Linked DNA regions of Zea mays: regions 1 and 3 are each linked to region 2. Evidence: chromatin contacts called from public Hi-C data. All regions are on one chromosome and are shown on one strand. Each heading gives the region's core, a stretch centred on a gene start, on an enhancer-like site or on the middle of the called end of the contact. The rest is flanking DNA. Distances are from core to core; before and after follow the strand shown.

Region 1 (3,969 bases), core at 1,308-3,807, 160 kb after region 2:
TAAACTCTTTCCATCAATACTCACACCATAGAATCATTCTAACTGTAGTTCAATAAGTAGTAACAAGAACATGTAAAAATTATCAGATCTCGTTGTTTGGGAAGGCTATATCAGACCTTGTCAACGTAAGGTATAAGGTATTGCAAGGATCCTAACGACTGCCTACAAAATTGGATGTTGTGGCCATTATTCATTGTATAAATGGTTCCCTTTTTACCAAATCAAATCCATTTTCAGTGTCTTTTCATGTAGAAGAGTCTGCTAGAAAGAATATTACGGTGATCTATGAGGATAATATTTTGCCTTTAGCCGTCTCATGCATATACTATCAAAGAACTTTAACAGGCACCATGCTTGCCTAACAAGAAGAGCTTAGTTGAGGAGGCTACGTCTAAAAAACATATATCACCTCTTAGGTAGCTTCGGTTCGGTAATTTTGTGTCCTAGGAAAGCCAATGGTTTTTCCTTCTTCCATGCTCATCTCCCCACCAAAAGCTTTTTATCATACAAGTGTCTAACGTGTGCGCTGTGGGTGGTGTTTTTTTAATCATATTAAAGTGTATAAACTAAACATTAGTAGAAATATTTCGACAAGCTAACCAAAACATATTGGGCTTCACAGGAAAGGTACATTCATTGATGAAATTAGGAGCTATCAATGATTCCGCAAACAAAACCTGCTACCTGCAAAACAGTTTACTCAACAGGCTAGAGATACACTACGGAAATCCTGCTATTTGCCGAGTGCTCCATGTAAACATAATAGGAAAGCAATAGCTTATTTTATTCGTGAAAAATATAGAAGTCTTCGGGTCCAGTGTTGCATTCCGAAGAACATCTTGCCTGCAATCTCCATAAAAAAACACCATCTTGCCTGCTGCTGCAGCCTTTGCTACTTTGCAATGACGTTCAGGCGTTCAATGACTGTGTTCAGTCCATGCTAGCTCAAGTCACCGTCGCCATTGGCCACCATGTCCGAGAACATCTGCCGGTGCAGCGAAGCTCTAGGTAGCACGTTGGTCTCCTCCTCGTCGTCTCCGACCTCCAACACCAAGATCATATGACCGGGAATCAAAGCACTTTGGGCTAATTGGCACAATAATCTCTTTCAAGATGGGACAGAGTTTGTTAACACCAAACATTTTGCAGAGCCAGATGACGACGTTGCACAAAATATTGGTCTGTAATCTTTGAGGCCGTCTGCATCTTTGTTTTGTTTTTTTTTCTTTCGGAATTAGCATAATTAATGTGTCATTTGCACGCCTTCAGACATATGAGTGGAAAGGAAGAACTGTTTGATCCCTTTGATGGTCACATCGTCTTCTAGAAGATCCTAATTTCTTTGGATAAATCTACCTGGAAAAGTACCGGAACCTGGGCTTTTATAAGTCCTATTTGGAATAGATCATCACTAGCTTATTTCCTCATCGGAGAAATCCATGCAGAGATGAGAGATCCATGCTGATGTTTGCATTTAGTCTCATCTGCAGGTGTTCAACAATGAAATCGGGTATCACAGAGTCGTCTTTCATGTACAACTTCGTGAAGAAGCGAAAATTTCTGTCCGTGGCGCTGGACAGCACAATTGCTAGAATAGAGAGAGACAGCTGTTCGCTTCGAATTAAAACCAGTTATTCAAAATGTTGCTGCTGCTGCAATTCATTGTGACAAAACACAGTTGAAAGATTAAAACCAAACGAGGTCCTTGCACGGTGTTTCTTTTATAACTCAATCCTTGCACGTGTTGTTTGCCGGTGTAAAGACTTGCATGCTATTTCTAGTTTTTTAATCCAATCTAGTAGTAGACAGTTTGGAGCATAAAAAGTAGAGTGCAACAGATATTTCCGCCCGAGATTCCAAAGTAGCCAATTATTTATCCTAGCTATCAATTCCGCTCGCTAGGAGCGTTTTGTCGATCAAGGAACTTCACTTTAACAGCGGCAAGTACAGTCATCTCTCTTCAATACAGATACGGACGACCGATTCATTCGCCCGGGATCGGATAGAGATCGCATGCATGGACTGTCGACCGATTCCTGCCCCACCCCTGAACATTTTAAAATTAAAATCGATGGACGCATGCGCTAGGCTCGAATCTAACCCAATCCGCTACTTCCTCCCCCCCCTTCCATTCACCTACCAATACCAGCACCACTCGTTCTTTTTTAAAACAATAAAGAAGATGCAACGGAGTGAGACCGGCGTCTCCGGCGAGATCACTGGTGCCGTTTTGACCGCGACGTCGCAGCACCGGAGATCCGCAGGTGTTTACCTGTTCCCTTCCGGGCAGGGCGGGACACCAGCACCACACCACGTCACGTCAGTGCGCGGTGGCGGCGGCGCGAAGTGGAAAACGAGGAAAATGCGCTGCTGCAGCTGCTCCACGCGACTCTCTCTTTCAGTCTTTCTCTCTCTCTCTCCTGTCGTTAATTATTAAACTTTAAACGATAAAAACCCCAGATATCAGCCTGACCCAAAAACGTTTTCTTTTTCACCAATGTCTGTAAAATTCTATTTATAGAGGCAGCAAAACCTCGCCCACTCTACAAACACGTGACACCTCCGCCCACCCTCGCCCCCTCCCTACCGGCACCGCCCAGATGGCCTGCTCCCACATCGCCGCCGCGGGGGTCTCCTCCCCCGCCGCAGCGGCGGCTCGTTCCCCGGCGCATTCTCCCGCTTCCGCCTTCGCGCGCCTCCGGTCGACGCCTCGTACGAATCGCCTCTTCCACCTTCTCTCTCCCCCCCTTCCTGGCTTGGTCCGCCGCACTGTTGACGGGCCGCTTGTATCTGCGTACCACCCGCAGGTTTCGCGAGCGCTGGCTTGTCGGTTAAGGGAAACGGAGCGGCGTTCCCGTTGGTCGCCGCCGCGGGGCCGGCCGCGGCGGCACCGGTGGCCGACCTGGACGGCCGCCCGGCCACGGAGAAGCAGCCCATCATCGTCATCGACAACTACGACAGCTTCACATACAACCTCTGCCAGGTAATTTGTCGTTCTATGTTTCCTGTTGTGGGGGGCCTGTTCCCTTCCGAAATATGGTGTGGGTTATATGTGATCTGTGCGTGCGGTATCCTTGCGACTGGAGATGAGTGGCGGCTGCCTCTGCCTGCGGGCTGTGGCCACACAGGTGGGGTGGGTTCATACTTTGCACGTACCATAGTTCCTGTTTGCGGTTACACATCTGGTTGCAGCTGCAGCAAGCATTTCTGGACATTTGTTTGGACATCTTCCCTCGTTGAGTTGTGTAGTGTTTGGTTGTTGCAAGATGAATTGCTATGCCCAGGTGGGATAGTTTCTTTCATGTGTTGCTCACGATGTTAGTTCAAGAATATTTGCAAGATGAATTGCTGTGTGCAGGGTGAATCTAGAATTTTCTTATGCCGAGGGCCAAGTCAAGTCCATTAAATTTCCTTCCCTTCCTTTTTATATTAACTATTTTTTAGACTGGATCAAATAAATTTATATGGACTTGTATGGATCATGCCCCGGGCCACGGACCGGGTGGCCCGGGGTTTAGATCTGCCCCTGGCTGTGCAGAACTGGAATAGTTCCTTTCACGTTTCACTCGTGATGTTAGACTATCCGCAGCGGTTCCCTCCATATCATCCCCCTAAAGCCCATTTCTTCACACCCTTTAAAAGATTCCATCCCTCTAAATACGAACACCCGTAGTGATTCCCTCTAAATTCATCTCCCTATGCATAATACACCATATTCCTAATATATTTTTAATTAGTTTTTTACATATGTATTTGTCATAGTCTAAAACGACACGTACATATTAATTCTATGTTTAATTCTTAGTTTAGAGTATAAAAAATTAGGGGAAAGAGAAAGAACACCCTAGATTTAGGGGTAGGAGGACCTACGCATAAATTTGGGGTATTCTTTAGAGGCAACCATTGCGGCTTAGGGTGCCCCTAGAGCTCTAGGTGCAACCCCAGCGAACCGTCTTAGTTCCAAAGTAA
Region 2 (3,931 bases), core at 466-2,965:
CAAAAATAAGCTCACAAGTTGTTGTTCCTCTTGGGATTTGCCTTCCTTTTTACTCCCACATAAGAACCCTCCTCCAGCAATACACCTAAGAGTGCCAACCAGATCAAAAATACCGTCAACGGTATCAGATTCTAGCAACACACCTATGAGTTATTGAACCTTGACTTGTGGCTTTTGTTGGGTTTCAACTCGAGCCTTCCAACTTGCTTGGGACTAACTAACATGCTTTGTTGTTGTTGTCGTTGTTGTTATGACGGTACCTGATTCTAGCACCAGGCCTATGGTGCATCCAAGGAATGAGCTGTAGTCAGCGCCTTTCTCGAATAGACAATTCGTCATACACATTTCGTCATCTCGTATCCCGCCCGAGGGACCCTTCCCCAATTGTCCTGGCATTTCTAGTTCGGATAACCAAGGCACAAGAGGAAACACTCTCGAGCAAGGCCTAAAAGCACACACTCGAACTGGCATCTGATATACCCAAAGCCATTCTAGCAATGCCAGAGGAATGACGTGCTTTTCTTCCATATAATTGTATTTGTGCGCAAGCTACACCAAAATTTAAATAACAAGCAATATGTCCCATAAATACATATTTCCTCTGTTGCGTGATTTAATCATGCTACTAACTATACTAACTGCATCAGATGCTTATTACTCCTCACACAAAGCACAATGCAATTTAAGAGCAATAAGGATAAGAACATTATGGGTTAAAGATAATAATATTTGAATGGCACGTCTTCATGTGACCAAATTTGCATCGTCATGATTTGAGGTGTATGTACAATTTAATGCACCAAAGGGCTTGGACAATTCTCCGTTCAATTTCAGTCAGCATATGTGCCCCAAGTTTGAACTCAATTGTTTTTATTCTGTAGCAGTTGTATTAATTTAGCATTGTCAGTTCAATGCAGAAACAGCTCTAGTTCAGATCACTCGCAATTTCACATGATACGTGTGCGGAGAAAGAAATATCCTGTGGTCCAAAATCTATAAGCAGGCTCACTTCCCAAAGCACGCCAAGGGTAGGCTAACAGTGCATAGTTCTTCTGAAGAATAAAAAACAGACAAATTTTTTATAAGTTGCAACTTGGGAGCATGAGACGGTACTGCTATCGCTCATACCACATCTACAGAAGTCACGGTTGCCCTATATAGCACAGCTCACATGGAAAACAAAGTCAAATCCGCGCAAAAGTAACACACGAAAGACCGTAAAGTTCAGAGGATCAGAGACTTCATCCTGAAGGCTGAAGCCGCTTATCACTCTAACCAGACGACCTAACTAGACCACAAAACTAGGAGGCAGCGGTTACGATGCCCGTACGCACGATCGCAGGAAAATCCCAGCAAAGTCAATCAGGAAACACAGGCCCCCGAGAGAGGCTGAGATATACCTCTTCTCGCCGCCGGTGTAGTACTCCTGGGGCTCGTCGTCATCGCTGCTGCCGCCTCCGGCACCTGGGAAACCGGCAGGGCCACGGTTTATGTCGGCGAGCGTGCGGATGGTGGGCCCCCCGCGGCCGCCGGCGGGCGCCGGCTTCTTCCCGCTGTTGGAGGAGGAGCTCATCGCCAACGATGTGGGGGATCGCGGTCGCGGCGAAGGGGTAGGGTTTGGTAATTTGGTCTTGGCTTGGCGTCGCGTCGCGTCTTGTCACTCAGCGAGTCGAGCCGCTTCCGCTGTGGTGTGTCGAGACTCGAGAGAAAGAGAGAGACTCGCGAAGGCGCGAGGGTCGTGAGTCGTGACATATGGGAGCGGGTATATTAGGAATTGTGATCCGCAGATAATACATATAATTATTTAAAATATTGATTTTATTATTTTATTCTATAAACAATATTATTTATAAAGTCAATTTTAAGATAGAAAAGATATCACACGTTTGCATATAGTCGTTATCCGACTCGAGATAGAATATGCCAAACCGTCGTAGAAGGTCGGTCGTGCAGAAGCGCGGTGAACGCCATGAATTAACCGTGGGGTGTCGGTGTTAAAAATCCTAGACCCACGGGTCATAAGAAATAAGAACATTCTAAAAAGTCACAGTCGATCTTACGAGAAAATCTCCGTCTCGTCCGAAGGCCGAACCCTAGGGTAAGACTGAATCTCTCAAAGGTCGGACGAAATGGAAACAAACAGGGGTTGGGTGAATCGAACAAAAGGCCCAGGGGTCAGATGAAGTGCGCATAGCCCGAGATGCAGCCATACCACAATTAACTGCTCAGTACCTAGTCTCCACTACCGCAACAGTTACCGCGACGTGGCCCGAGGACTAGTCCAGTGCGCTAATAGAAAACAGATCTATGCATGCTCTTTCCAATGGCTATTTGAGAGTTTGGGGCTATAAATATACACCAAAACGAGCCCCCTTAACACACCAATTCACACAAGATCATAGGCTTTCATTCCAAGCATCAGTGATGCACATTAAAGTGATCCAAGTGCCAGTATTTGCGAGAGAGAGCTTTGGTTCAGTTTTGTGCCTGTATTCTTCGATATTTTGGTGTTGTGATTGTGCTCTTGTGTGTGCTTTCTTTCTCCCTCTTGCATTCATTGGATATCAAGCTCCCATCAACTTGTGTATGGCTAGCAAGATACTCTGATCTATGGAGATCTCTGTACGGAAACTGATATAAGAGAAAATTGTGGTCTCAAGTTTGATCTTTATATCACTTGAGAAGGGTTGGGTGCAACTCTCGTCCTTTGGGACACCACAACGGGGACGTAAGCTCTTCAAAGTTGAACCTCGGTAAATGTTGGTACTTGATTTCAATCCCCTGAAGGTATCGAAGATCAAGGCAACACAAGTTAAATATTGTGACCTTCGTCCTTTGGTTTAACACTTCTTCGAAGTGTTGGTGCGAAGGATGAAGGTCTTCAAAAGAAAATGTGAATGAAACAATATGAAAAGACAATGTAAAGCGTTGTGTGAAACTCATCTCATGTGCTTTAGCATTTTTATTCAATCTTCCTTTATGTCAAATGAGTTTACAAGCATACCTTCGGCTCCTTAACACAAGGTGACACGAAGGTTCTTCGAAGTCTAAGCAACACGAAGCTTTGGCCCTTAAAAAGGTACCTTATACATGACAATGTTCATCTATTTATAGGAAAGACAAATCACTTTTATACAAAAATTACAATCATACCCCTCAAGGCTTTACACACATTATTTATAAATTACATCAGGGCAACATTGTATTTTCTCCTTTCTCCGCAGCGCAGATCCTGGCCTTCGTCGCATGAAAGCTTCTTCGTACAAGGCTCAATATTACAAAGGAAGGAGGTGAAGTCAAAAGATGGAGAACCTGTTACACTAGCTTTTGGTTTTATGGAACAATCTTCATACAAGGCTCCTTCGGTTGGATGGCATAGGTTGATAAAGGAAAAGTGTAATGAGATATGTGTAAATTATCTTACTAGGGAGCACGAAGATATGTCATCTATCTTTGGAAGCCGGGGGAAGCTTTAGCTCAATAGAGTCATGAATGTCATTAGTTTTGAGTACCCAGACTATGAAGATCCAGCTATTAACACTAAAACTGTGGAAAAGGAAAAGGGTTTCTAAAGGTATCAGGAAAGCTTCGAAGAAAAACTACAGATGTGGCTACAAAGGATGATGAGTCAGAGGGCGGCAAAGAGCCATCTTCGGGCCCCGAAAAGAAGAAAACCAAGACTCCTTCGAAAAATCTGTCGATGCGCAATTGCAAGCGAAAGGGAGTACTACTACTACCTCTTCTATGGGCTGCACACGAATTCTTGAGGTAATGACGCAACCATTACCATTCTCCCCTTTAAGTCCCTTAGGACCGACACTGACTCGGTTTGTGTCAACCATGAAGGGGACGAACGAAGAAGGCCACTGTAAGGAAAATGGACCCCAAGCAATTTGGCTCAATAGGTATTTGAAAGGGAAATAGGGTTAAC
Region 3 (4,359 bases), core at 996-3,495, 150 kb after region 2:
ACCAGACAGTGTCTGGTGCACCAGGGTGAATCCACTCGAGCTGCTCAGCTTCAGGTTTCTAGAAATGGCTCTCCGCTATAATTCACCGGACTGTCCGGTGTAGCACTGGACTGTCCGGTGTGCCATGCGGAGCAACGACTACTGCGCCAACGGTCGAGTTCAACGGTCGGCTGACAACACTACAGTGCGGACTGCGCGCGCAGAAGTCAGAGCAGGCGCCAGAAGGTGCACTGGACAGTGAACAGTGACTGTCCGGTGGCCCCACATGTCAGAGCTCCAATGGTCGAACCCTAACGGTTGGGTGACGTGGCTGGCGCACCGGACTGTCCGGTGCGCCCATCGACAGCGGCCTTCACCAACGGGCATTTTGGTGGTTGGGGCTATAAATACCCCCAACAACCACACTTCAAGGCATCCAAGTTTTTCAGCCAACACATTCAATACAAGAGCTAGTGCATTCAATACAAGACACAATTAGATTGAATCAAAGTCTCTTCAAGTTCCAATTCCACTTAAAGCAATTAGTGACTAGATGAGAGAGTTTTGCCCGTGTTCTTTGAGCTCTTGCGCTTGGATCTCTTTTCTTCTTCCCCATTTCTTGTTCTCAACAACTTTGTAATCAAAGCAAGAGACACCAATTGTGTGGTGGTCCTTGTGGGGACTAAGTGTCCCAATTGATTGAGGAGAAAAGCTCACTCGGTCTAAGTGACCGTTTGAGAGAGGGAAAGGGTTAAAAGAGACCCGGTCTTTGTGACCACCTAAACGGGGAGTAGATTTGCAAGAACCGAACCTCGGTAAAACAAATCATCGTGTTACACTCTTTATTTGCTTGTGATTTGTTTTTGCCCTCTCTTTCGGTCTCAATTATATTTCTAACGCTAACCACAACTTGTAGTTGTGCTTAAAGTTTATAAATTTTAGATTTGCCTATTCACCCCCCTCTAGGCGACTTTCAATACCTACTCTTTATAGACCCATAACACTGGCATTTCGAACATGACTCCCATATGACACATTAAATATGTGATGTTCAATGTTACAACATGACAGATGCACTATTACCATGGCTTAGGCAGCATGGTACTAAAGACCACTATTTGGTATGTGCATCACCCTTGTAGCCATGTGTGGGCATGCCAATGTATCATGAAGCATTGATGAGTATAAATTGATACAACGACTACCAACTCCACCGTATTCCATGACATAAACTCCAACATCTATATAAGCAACATAAGAAGGATATCCCTGATGCCATGATCGAGGGCATGACTCCGCGTATGGCTTTGTGACCAGAATAAGATCGAGGTTATTGGCTCTTATTTAACCAAATCCATCGTCCAACTAACATGTAAACTCTCTCCTCCCTCTATATAAAAGGGGAACAAACTGAATACTATGGGCATACATTCAGAGGCACATGAGTCTCCCAACACAGATACACAATCCTAACAAACTAAAGAGGTCGCTACGCCACCTCTTTGGAGGATTCATCCAGAAACATAGGGATTCATTCTCACATAGGGTCCAATAACCTATAACTCTTGCTAGAGCAAAGTGCAAAGGGAAACTAGGTGGTCATGGTGCTATGTTGGTTCTTGAAGTTATAATTTTCTTCGCCTTTGTGTTCATTAGTCGATAAGTAGGAAAATAATATAAGATATTATGCCTATCATAGCCTTAACCTATCTAAACTGACCACATGTAGGTTTTTGATCATGCCAGATTTAATACGTCACTTGCCTGCGTTCTCTCTAATATTCTTTTTAGAATTTTACTGTGTGTCCACAGCGACACAAGTAGACATAAGAGGATGAGGATAGACTAGAAAAAACTAGACAAAAAAGATGCATGTTTGTTTGACTTTAATTCGAAATGGCCTTTACTTTTGTATATAATATTCTGTCTTTATGGATTGCAGCTGTATCAGTCCGTTTAAATCCGCTAGATCATTAATATAATATTAGATGTAGAATAGATATAGATTAATATTATAAACATTGATATCATTTATTAATTATAAATAAAAAATATATAAAAAACGTTCACACCCCCGGCCAAAGAAAAGATCCTCACGGAAACGAGGCAGCACTCAGGTATGTCCCGTCCCGTCTTTCGCCCCTGCGCGGATCGGAGGGACCCGATCCGACGGCACCTTCTCCCTCGGAGGAGGGTATTTCCGTCATTTTCTCAGAGAGCGCCGCTCTGGATCAAACTGCAACGGACGCCCCAAACGAAAAGGCCCAACAGATTTCGTCTCCATTTCCTCCTTTCTTTCCACTAAAACTCCGCCCCCGTGTGCCGTGTTATCTATCCACCCATCGGTTCGCCTTCCTCTCGCCGCTCGCCGCATCGCTTTTTAGGGTTTTCTCGCTCCTGCTCCCCCATCCTCCGCACCCTCGCTCCTCCCAACGCACGCGCGTCGACGACGACCGGCAGCCGCGCATCTGTCCGCCGCCGCCACTCACTACAAGGAGAAATGGGCAACAGCGACGCTGCATCGCCCGCATCGGCGGCCGCCGCGCGCGACTCCAAGAAGAAGAGGGTAAGAGCGGGCTATTTTCCTTTCGGGGTGGGGTCGGGGCGATCTCTCTGGTTCGGTTCCTGGTTTGGTTTGGTTTGGTTTGATTTGATTGCGCAGCGTGCCGATCTGATCTGAGTTCTGTCCTTTTATGGTGTTCCTTTCAGGGGAGCCGCTCGGCGGCGAAGCTGAAGCAGAGCAAGCGCGACACACGCCGTGAGCAGTTTCTGTCTAGGGGGCAAGGTCTGATCTCATGTCTGGTCTGTGCGATACATTAGTCTTAATCCGTGTTTGTGATTTTGGGGATTTCTGGTTTTCGATTGACGATTCGGCAGTGGTGTGCATGACGGATTTGAGCTCTCCATGCGTTGGATCGCGGTTTTTATATACAAAGTTATGATATTTTTTGTGAGACGTTTTGACCTTCTTCTGGATTTAAGCTCTCCATGCGTCGGATCAAGGTTATCTTCTCTGAGACGTACTTCTGAAATTTATGTTTTTCAGGTGCTGCTTCTGAATGCTACGTCTGTTCGTTGATTGGGGATTGTGGTTATATAGCTGTAAAGTTTGTGTTCTTTTTTATGGATTCGTTTTAAATCTGATATACCATTTCGTTTTGGATTGGTTCAGGCAATAAGGATGCCAAATCTGCAGCTTCGCCAACAGGAGCAGTTTCTGGGTCGCCCATACTCGCTTCCCCGCACCCTCCACTTCCTCGTCGCCGTGCTGATTCCAGATCAAGGGGCAGTGATCCGGAGGATAGGGATGAGGCTATTGCTGCTGGCCTTGAGGCAGATGGCAGTGGCCTTGACTCCCCAGGCTCAGACAAGCGCCAAAGTGGTGACTGCCCTCAGAGGAAGGGGTTCCCTGGCAATGGCGGTGGTCCCAGCCTCAGCAGTGGAAGCAGTGTATGGTCCAGCTCAAGGAGTGTGAGTGATGCTGAGGAGGATACAGGCGGCCCTGAGGATGAGAGTGAAGTCTTCGATGATTGGGAAATGGCTGCTGATGCGCTTTATGTCGATGACAGTTCTTGTAACCAGAGTTCAGGTCCCACACCGACACTCCCACAAGCTCCGACCACTGCAGAACCTTCTCATGCAGCGAAACCAGAACCGATTCAAAGCAAGACAAGGGCTTGGGCACCGGATGACATATTTCGACCACAGAGCTTACCCAGCATCTCCAAGCAGACCAGCTTCCCAGCAAGCATTGGTAACCGCTGGCAGGATATGGGAATGAGTGCTGCGCAGCAGGGAATTCTTTCATTGCCGCTGTCGTGCCCCATTTGCTGTGACGATCTTGACCTGACAGATTCGAGCTTCTGTCCCTGTCCTTGTGGGTTTCACATGTGCCTCTTCTGCCACAACAGGATCTTGGTGGAAGATGGGCGCTGCCCAGGTTGCAGGAAGCAATACAACACAGTTTCTGCAGCAGAAGGCGGCGGTGGAGGTGGCTCAAGAGCAACAGTTGGGACTGGACGAGAGATGGAAAAGCGACTGTCCCGTTCTTGTAGCATGGGTCCAAGTTACTAAACTGCCAGGGTTATGCTAGATCTATGTTGTAGCGCTACCCGTTGCATGTTACTGTCAGATATGCTCGTTTTTTGCGTATCGTCTGCTTTTGGTATAAAGAAATGTGAATATTCGAAATAGGTGCTGAATCCATATAGACTTGTCCAGAAACTCAGTTCCATACCGTTCTCGTTGCATGTGATGCATATGTTGCTGGAGAGGACTGTTTGTTGCTTACAGTTTGTGAGATAATATATATGCCATATAAGGTGACTGTTTTGTCCTTGTCTACGAGTATATGGGCACTTGAGCAGTAACTGTTGTTTA

Evidence for each region. Hi-C and Micro-C count contacts between places; a contact is called where the count stands out from the background.
Region 1: a Hi-C map of ear shows a contact between it and region 2, with 2.6 times the contacts expected there. The contact joins the promoter of LOC542286 here to the promoter of LOC100283360 in region 2. A contact is called at or near these places in 3 of 25 Hi-C or Micro-C datasets (ear, leaf mesophyll and tassel).
Region 3: a Hi-C map of leaf shows a contact between it and region 2, with 6 times the contacts expected there. The contact joins the promoter of LOC100276679 here to the promoter of LOC100283360 in region 2. A contact is called at or near these places in 12 of 25 Hi-C or Micro-C datasets (bundle sheath, ear, endosperm and 4 more) and 1 of 3 datasets of contacts at active chromatin or transcription factors (seedling).

Annotation. Positions count from the first base shown.
Region 1 is chr2:42,787,484-42,791,452 of Zm-B73-REFERENCE-NAM-5.0, forward strand. LOC542286 (anthranilate synthase homolog1) reads left to right here and starts at 2,558. Exons shown (of 8, transcript NM_001305858.2): 1 at 2,558-2,712; 2 at 2,808-2,983. The coding sequence starts at 2,601.
Region 2 is chr2:42,624,609-42,628,539 of Zm-B73-REFERENCE-NAM-5.0, forward strand. It overlaps LOC100283360 (UBA and UBX domain-containing protein), which reads right to left and starts at 1,716. Exons shown (of 4, transcript NM_001156261.2): 1 at 1,401-1,716. The coding sequence starts at 1,573.
Region 3 is chr2:42,770,178-42,774,536 of Zm-B73-REFERENCE-NAM-5.0, forward strand. LOC100276679 reads left to right here and starts at 2,246. Exons shown (of 3, transcript NM_001150406.1): 1 at 2,246-2,545; 2 at 2,689-2,764; 3 at 3,152-4,172. The coding sequence starts at 2,480. The coding sequence ends at 4,053.